Regions from separate parts of the Rattus norvegicus genome. Here region 2 is linked to region 1. Evidence: chromatin contacts called from public Hi-C data. All regions are on one chromosome and are shown on one strand. Each heading gives the region's core, a stretch centred on a gene start, on an enhancer-like site or on the middle of the called end of the contact. The rest is flanking DNA. Distances are from core to core; before and after follow the strand shown.

Region 1 (4,210 bases), core at 742-3,241:
CAACAAAGAAACAGCCCTGAGGGGAATTCAAGCTCCAACATGGAAACTGCACCTTCATAACCAGAGGTAGGACACGGTCCTGAGTGAGGCCGAGCAGAGACTGTTATAGATAGGACTTCTATCAATCCGGCTAATACTTCTCCAGCCTCCTCCAGAGCTCCTTACCTTCCTCCTCACTAGAAGAACGGGTGTGTTCTACAGACTAAGGGCTGAGGGGAAACAGGGAGAGAGTAACAAATAGTAACAGATAGTAACAAATAGTAACAAATAGCAACAGATAGTAACAAATAGTAACAGATAGTAACAAATAGTAACAAATAGCAACAGATAGTAACAAATAGTAACAGATAGTAACAAAGCTTCTTACTATGAGGCAATGAGGTGAGGTCAAACTCACTTGTTTGCTCGTTCATCTCAGGCTATACAGGTTAACCCAGTGAGCTCACTGTGTAGTGCAGGGTGGCCTTGGGCTTAGGACACTCCTGCCTCAGGCTCCTAGGGTCTGAGCCTCCATGCTGGGCTTGGGAAGTAAATGTACATGTCACCATTGGGCAGATGAGAAACTGAGGCTCTGGGCTTCCACTTTTCAAGTTTCTGTAGTGTGTATGATAGTGGTGAATACCTGTTCAAATGTCAGGACACAAGACATAAAAATGCACAGTTGAGGGTACAACTCTGGTGGAGCTCATGCCTAGCACAGGTAGGGTTGTGATTTCTACCCCCAGCATCGGGACACATCAAGATACCAATACAACAGCAAACAGACAGCTCCCCCCTCCCCCGCCCCAAACAATACAATTTAAAATCATAGTGCCCTACCCAGCTCCAAAGTTGAGTTCCTGTGAAGACCCTTCCGGGGGTGGTTTGGTTTGCTATCTGCTCACATGTGAGGGGAAGTAGGGATTGTAACCAGAAGCAAGGGAAAGAGTATCAACTCAACTGCCCTCAGCCCAGTGTTGACTTGTGCAGCCCAGGCTGGACTCCACAAAGTGGGAGTGGGTGGTCCACAGGAGCGTGAAATGGTTACATACGGGCTTTCTCAGAGTCAGCTCCTGCTCTCCCTTGGAGCCCAGGGCCAGGTCTCCAGAGCTGGTGGATACACAGTCTTTAGGTAGCCCTGAGTTTTCTCAGGCAGACATTCTGAGCCAGGGTGGGGGTGGTGGCTGAGGGTGAGGGGTGGTAGGGTAGGGGTGGGGAGGGTAGGGGGTTGTCATCCTAAAACGAGGACGAAAATTTAAACACTGTTCCCAATTGCTCAGGTTTCCATGGGCACAATTGATGGGACTCTTTTAGAAGCAGGCTTTGGACTCGGTAAGAGTCTGGTCAGAGAGCATCTGTCACTACTCTCAGAACCAAGGAAGGGGACAGATAAGGAAACACGCTTCAGCCGGTAGGAAAAGTGAAGGTTAATTGCCACAAGGGAGGGGTGGGTTGGGAATGGAGCTGGTAATTTTCGAAGGTGCTGGGAGACTGTGCTGTGGTTTAATATTGTGCAAATGGTATTTCCTGTCACATGAGTAAAATACGCATGTTTGTGATCAAATAGTATGGAGTGCACAGCATATGTGCTAATACTACGGTTCGTGCAGACTTGGCCTCCGAGTGACCTAGATGGGGGTGAGGCATGCTCCTTTTTGTTTTTGTCTCAAACTCTTCAAGGGAAAACTTTCGTGGGACTGATCACCACACTATCACAGCAAATGTTTTGGGGGGGAATTCTTCGTGATGCCCTCAAGGTGGGCTTGGCTTCCCTAGTACCAACCCTGTAACAGCAGCTAGTGAGGGTCCCAGGCCTTCCAGAGAACACACCCAGAGACTTCACAAAGGCAGCCAGCGTCCATCTGGTTACAAAGTTGCTTTGGAGGAGTTTGGCATGCAGGAATCCGAGAATTCCTTATTTGGGAGAGCAGCCAATGAAACCACAGAGATATTGACCTCAAGACATTCTTTCTCTAGATTATTCAGCACTGTTGCAGAGCAAAAAGCCAGAGCCAGAGATGTTCAGCCTCGGTAAAAGCCCAGAGGCTGGAGCGGGAGTCTGCCTGACCGTGACTATGGGGTCCAGCTGACAGCTTCCAGGGACAGCTTCAGCATCAGTCCCTCAACTTCTGGCACATTCAGAGGAGCAAGATATTAGGGTCCATGTGAAATGAGGCCGTTCCTCTCCACAGACCGGCAATGATGTGGAGACAAAGCCTTAGCCACAAGTGGTCTGGAATGTTACTTTGCCAGCTAAAGGCCACCAGTCGGATTTCAACAATCTGCAGGAGATGGTAGGACTCTGTATGTTCCTTTATGGAAAGGTTTCTGAAGAAAAGTCAAGGAAAAGGAAGGTAGGCCAGAAGGCCTGAGAGCAAAGAACAGCTGAATCGAGGGAGCCCAGGGCAGTGGGGAGGGGAAGGAAGGGGAGCAAGACAGAGTTTGGGCAATTGGTGCACCAAGACTGCTCCAAAGGCAAGCAGGTCAGCCTGAGTTAATAGAGCTCGTGACAGAAGGGAGCCTAGCCTGATGTGGCTGGCCTTTGTTCTTGCTCACTCTAGGGGTCGTGGTCGGGTCGGGGTCGGGGTCAGAAGCGGGGTCAGGGTCAGAAGCGGGGTCAGGGGTCTCCCCGGGAGTTTCTTTTCTAAAGTCTATTGGTCTAAGAGCATATGTGGTAAGCAAGAAACAACTCCTTCTAGGCTCATCTTCTTTTAGTTCCTGGCTCTAGGGAAGGATCTCTGCCGCTGGGAGCTGTTTCCCTGAGGAAGGGTGTGGTAGTGACTGCACACCCTGCCAGGAGGTCAAGGGGATCTTGGGAGTATTGGACTTTGGCATCAAACAGACCTGGTCTCAGCCAGGTTCTGCCTCTTGCAAGCTGGGTGACTTCTGGCAAGTAGCTTAACCTCTCTGATCCTCTGAAGCTCTGGGTGTTAAATGAGACACTTGTGCTGCTGTTAGACCAGCATTGTTGGTAAATGTTTTGTTAGTCAAACAGAATACTCGCACTTTCTTACTAACACTAAAATTCAGGGAGCAGGAGGGGAGACACTACACAGAGCCTTACTTTAGAAAAAGGAGAGCCTTACTTTAGAAAAAGAAGAAAAGTCCACTTGAGGTTACTTTATCAACAATGTGTGGAATTCTGTATTTCTGCCAAATTTTTGTAGGTAAAGTAGACACGATCCCTGCTTGAAAAAGCTTCCGACTGAAAGAATAGATGGTGTTTTCCCATGACTTGCAAGTTTCTACCCTGGGATACTCTCTGAGATGATATTTTATAGCACAGCTTCTTACGTGCACAGTGATGTTATTATGGAAGGCAGGGTATTGTTGCTTTTATCTTGTGTGTGGGTTGTATGTATGGTGTATGTGTGCATGCCCACATGTTAATCTATGTGAGTGCTGGTGCCGGTGCCATGTTTCAAGTGTGGAACCTGGGTGGTTCTTGACTTCCTGAGGTAGGGTCTCTTGTTTGCTTATGTATATGCCAGACCATGTTAGCTGATTATCGAGCTTCCAGCAATGATCCTACCAGGCCATAGGCATGCTGGGAAAACACTCGAGTGTATACACACATGCATGCACTCATGCTGTGCCTGGCTTTATGTGTGTTCTGGGGATTCAAACTCAGGACCTCATGCTTACATGGTGAGTACTTTACCCACTGAGCTATCTCCTCAGCCTGGGTATCACTATTTTTTATTTACTTAAAGCAATTCATGGTTATCTCCCCAGTTAGACAAGAGTTTGATTTTTCGACTGTCAGAAAGAGTAATGTATTTTTTTTTTTTAGGTTTGCTGTGACCTATTGTTGCTCACACACCCTTTAGAACAGGGTAGGGATAATTGTTGTGGAGATCCCCTAGTTTGGAGGGTGTTAAACTCTTAGCAGATTCTAAATGCACCTTATCAAACTCAAACCATGGTTTTCTGTAGCCCTGTTTTTCCTTGTGTGAATGGCCAAATGCAGCTACGTTTAACTTGTTCTCAAGTTGAGTCATCCCAAAGCTGCTTTGAAACTGGCTACTGTGAAGAGAATGTTGTTTTTCAGAGGAGCAAACATCTCCCTTAGGAATCTTAAATATCAAAAATAGGTTTCTAGAAATCTCCGCCTTAATAAATTTTTTATCTAGACAGAATCTTGGTGTCCTGCCCTATTTCTAGGCCTGATAGGAGCTGTGTTCTGGAAGTTTGCTCATGATCCAGTTGGACTGCACACAGACTTCTGGAG
Region 2 (4,210 bases), core at 999-3,498, 34 kb before region 1:
TATTCGCAAGGCTGGGGAGATGGCTCGGTAACTAAGGGTACCTTCTGTTTTTGCAGAAAACTGAAATTCAATTCCTAGCACCCACATCAGGAAGCTCAGCACCTTGTAACGTCAGCCTCAGGGGACCTGACACCATGTTCTGGTCTCTGTGGGCATCGTGCTCATGTATACACACCCACACATAGAGACGGCATATACCCTGAAACAGGAAGATAAATAATTTAGAAATGTACTTATTCCCACTCTTATTTAAATAAACATGTTTTAATAAAAATACGTGGTTAAGGGGTTGGGGATTTAGCTCAGTGGTAGAGTGCTTGCCTAGCAAGCGCAAGGCCCTGAGTTCGGTCCCCAGCTCCGAAAAAAAAAAAAAAGAAAAAAAATGTGGTTAAGAAATTCCAGTGGGGGAAACAAAGACTGTCCGACCGTAAGGGAGGTCTATCACCTCATTAGCTGGCTCCTGATGCCTGGCAGGCTGTGCGCACTCAAGAGGCTGGCAGTGTGGAGAGCCTTCAGACACAGCTTGAGAGACGGATGAATATGTCTTGCTGTTTGCTGAATTGTCATTCGTCAGTATCACCTGCATTAAGTTGTCAGATGCAGTGCTGCTGGCTCTCAGAGCTGATAAAATCTATAAAATGGGCTTTAACAGGACGATGGTAACTTCGTTGGCAGATAACAGCCGGGCAAGCATGTGAGAGCCACCCCACCAAGGGATAGCTTGTTCTGTATACCGAGAATGTTCAGTTCTCCACACAGAGCCGCTGCTTTTTGTGAGGTGGTTAAGACACTGTTGGGTAAACCGATGTGACTTGTAACATGACTGCTTCTGATTCCTACTCCGTTGTCATGGTTAGTACCTGAAACGCCTCTCACAGGGCCGTGCTTTGGATGCAGGGCCCATCTTGTGGGCCATTTTGAAGACTGTAGGTGGTAGAAGGCCACTGGGTTATAAGCCCACCGTCTAGCCTGCTCTTTCTGCTTCCTGGACCACAGAGAAGTGGACGGCCCTGGCACATGCTCTGCTGCTGTGCTTCCCTTCCGGGACGGACTGACGTCTCTCCAAACCCGTTAGCCAAAATAAACCTTTCCTCCCTTGAGTTTTTCCTGCCAAGTATTTAGTTACTGCAAGACAGAAGTAACTAGCGTTTGCATTAAAAACAAACAAACAAACAACTTACAAACCGAAGCAACTGAGCCATAGCACAGCCTCTGCAAGCCAGTAAAACTGGAAACAACCAGCTTGAAGCCACCCAGTGAGAGCAACCAAAAGCTTTCCTCAGTTGGTCAGAAACCTTCTCTACTGTGAAAATCCTCAGGTGGACTAAGTGTTATCCCCTGTGGTTGGCTCTGGTCTTTAAAAACAGTATCTTTTAGATTTATTTACGTGATTTTACGCACATGAGGGTTAGCCTGAATTTGTGCGTGTGAGCTTGCTTGGTGCCCTGGAGATCAGAAGAGAGCTCACTCCCTGGACCCGGAGCTGTGGATGCTTGTAAGCCACCAGGTCGGTGCTGGGAACTGAACCTCTGTCCTCTAAGGGTAACAAGTGCTCCAACTGCTCAGGCATCTCTCCAGCCGTCCCCGCTCTTAAAGGCCTCAAGCCACTCCGTAACTCCAACCCGGAGAGAAACCATAGATGGAGATGATGCTGAGAAGTTATCCGAGGGTCAGGCCAGAGAGTCGTCCAGTCTGTGTACACAGAGGAAGTTTCTGTCCTCGGCCGGGAGTCCTGTCCTCAGAGGTGATCTGAGGGGGGAGGCTGTCAGCAAACAGCGCCCTCTGCCTTACATTTCTGAGCAGTTTGGTAATTAGCTCCAAGTTAGGAGGCTAGCTGGCAATTATAGCTCTGTTCTTCTAAGTCTTTGGAAGAAAAGGCAAGAGAACTTTTGGACAACTTTTCCATGAAAAGGCAGGGAAACTCAGCAGAAGCGTGGGGGAGCCCGTCAATGGAGGGGCCTCGAAAGGCAACTCCCCAATTGGAACCTCGCTGTTTATTTTGCTGGGGGCTTTAATAATCCCTGAACTCCCCAGTCCTCTCTGAAACACCAGGAGTGTAGTGGAATGGCCCAGGAGGGAGATCTCTGAGGCCCAAGAGTAGACACAGCATAATCTAGTCCACAACACAAGGCAGTCACACCCTGCTCAAATACTAAAGAGTAGTCCCCCTTGGCCTGCCTGCCTCTCTCCCTCCCGCTCCCCCACGCTCTCCTCCTCCTTGCTGGGCCCTGATTCATGGGCTTCCTTCCTTGGCGTCTCCTCCTGCGTGCTATAGGCATGCATCATTCTAACCTTTCTTAAGTTCTTTAGTCATCCCTTCAGTTGGGCTACTTGGACTATTTTCCCTTTGTGTTTTAATGTGTGTCATCGGCCCCAACAGCGGCCAGAGCTGGAGGCGGGGACCAGCGCTAGGCTCAGATTGTTGCCGTTGAGCAGTGTGTATCTTGTACACCGAAGGCAGTCAGTAAACGCTCATCAGGTACTTCACAGGCGAGGGCCATGGACCAGCTGTAGCCAGCAGCCAGCTTGGCTCAAGACAGGCAAGGAGTGTCATCCTCATGATAAAAGACTACCAGTCGATGGCTGGCTGGCATTGATGTGGTGAAGATGTGAAGATGTGGGCTTTTCAGCTCAGGAATTCCCCTCTCAAGGGTTGTTGCAGTGTAATTAAATAGGTACATGACCTGGTTCCCGAGAGTTCCCACTCCGCACGAATCTGCATGCTCTAGCTGTTTCTCTGCCAGCTGCTTTCGCACGCTGTCGCCTTGGCGAGTTGTTACCACGCCTGTTACCATCGAGTTCCGAGGATCCTGCTAGCGTAGCCCCACGCCATGCTAGCCCCAAGCATTCTATAGCCTGGTATGACTTCCTGTCACAGACTCTGCTCACACTCCCAACAACCCAGTTAAGTTGTCACTCAACAAACGGGGACCCAACAACCAGATTTGTATGTTAAATGCTCAACGTACAATACATCCACTCGATTAACTTACAACCAATTGATAAGGATATAAACCACCCACCTAGATAAGATATAATTTGTTCGTCTAGACACACAAAATCCTGTACACATCCATCCCTTAAGAATAGTCATAACAACCTGTAAATGTGCAGAGAGGAATCTTAACATCTGCCTCCTTGCTCTCTCAGCTGCTCCCTCTCCTCTCACTGGTCTCCTCCTCTCTAAAACTTTACTCCCTCCCATCCTTCTTGTCCAATGACAAGCCTCTTCTATCCTGTACCTGCCTTCACCTGCATAATGACATCAATCTACAGAGTGTACTTGAATTCCCTCAGAAAAGGACTTAGAAAAGCTACTTAGCTCGTGTCAGAATGTATCATGCATGTGAAATGTCTGTGCTCGGGTTTGTTTGTTTTTTTTTTTTAAATAGTTTCCCCCAAAGCCATCCCATTGTCTTGAATGGTTCTTGTCATTTAGAGACTATTGCTGTAAAGTTTGAGAGAGAAATAATGGCCTCATTAAACATTTGAGGCCAAACCTTGCCCTCCTCATGAAGGTATGTTGATCCTAGTAGCTTTAGCTGACTAATTTTGTTGTGTCTACCAACAGAAACTTTGGAGATCTCCTCGTAATACTGAATCCTGAATGCTTTGACTCCTGGTGATTGGACAGGCCACTTCTATATCTTTTCCATCTAATAGGTTTTCCAAGGTCACAAAGACAATAGCAGAGAAGGTGTTTAAAACAGAACCCCACTGCTGTGTGAGTTCAGGGACCTCCATGAAAGTTCTCAGTGGTTTCCACGAAAAGGGAAGCTCTGAGTAAAAAGGAGGAAGGCGTCCTCCGAGGGTCCATGTAGTGCACAGCAGGCGAATGCAGCTGGAATGAAATGGGGTCCCAGCTGGTGCATGGCTGCAGTGGCTTACGTGAGGATAGGCTAAGCAGTTTACCACTGGATTTTAATATAAAAAGACTTTGCCAGACAGAATCCTATAGAGATGAGCGTTGTACATTCAAACAGGCCAGAAAGAAGAAAAGATCTGAAAGGTGGCAATCTCCAGAGTGACGTAGGGTCACAGGAGGGTAGGAACATAAGGTAAAAGAGGAAGCAGTTTTCAGTTAACTGGAGAAGTCTTCTGAGAGTTTCATGTCTGTTTGCTCCCCAGAAAGTGTCAAAATTTCCCTGAGATTTCTTTCACCAGCTTAGCTACCCTAAGCTACTAATTAAGGCCATACTGCTTGTTTCAA

What was found. A called contact is a pair of places that touch in the nucleus more often than the background predicts.
Region 2: a contact with region 1 is called in a Hi-C map of the A7r5 cell line, with 3 times the contacts expected there. The contact joins the enhancer-like site here to the promoter of Ston1 in region 1. A contact is called at or near these places in 5 of 12 Hi-C or Micro-C datasets (the A7r5 cell line, the Rat2 cell line, Schwann cells and 2 more).

What each region holds. Positions count from the first base shown.
Region 1 is chr6:11,613,416-11,617,625 of GRCr8, reverse strand. Ston1 (stonin 1) reads left to right here and starts at 1,991. Exons shown (of 4, transcript NM_182954.2): 1 at 1,991-2,273. The region is part of intron 2 of LOC120103455 (a long non-coding RNA gene); the gene reads right to left.
Region 2 is chr6:11,647,594-11,651,803 of GRCr8, reverse strand. LOC134479304 (a long non-coding RNA gene) reads right to left here. Exons shown (of 3, transcript XR_010052439.1): 3 at 1-199. Among named protein-coding and RNA genes, the nearest start is that of Ston1, 34 kb to the right of the region's middle. Within about 2 kb of position 2,248, at least 2 of the 93 cell types and tissues checked have an H3K27ac peak or open chromatin away from gene starts, as enhancers often do. A contact at or near this core is called in the A7r5 cell line, where this site is marked.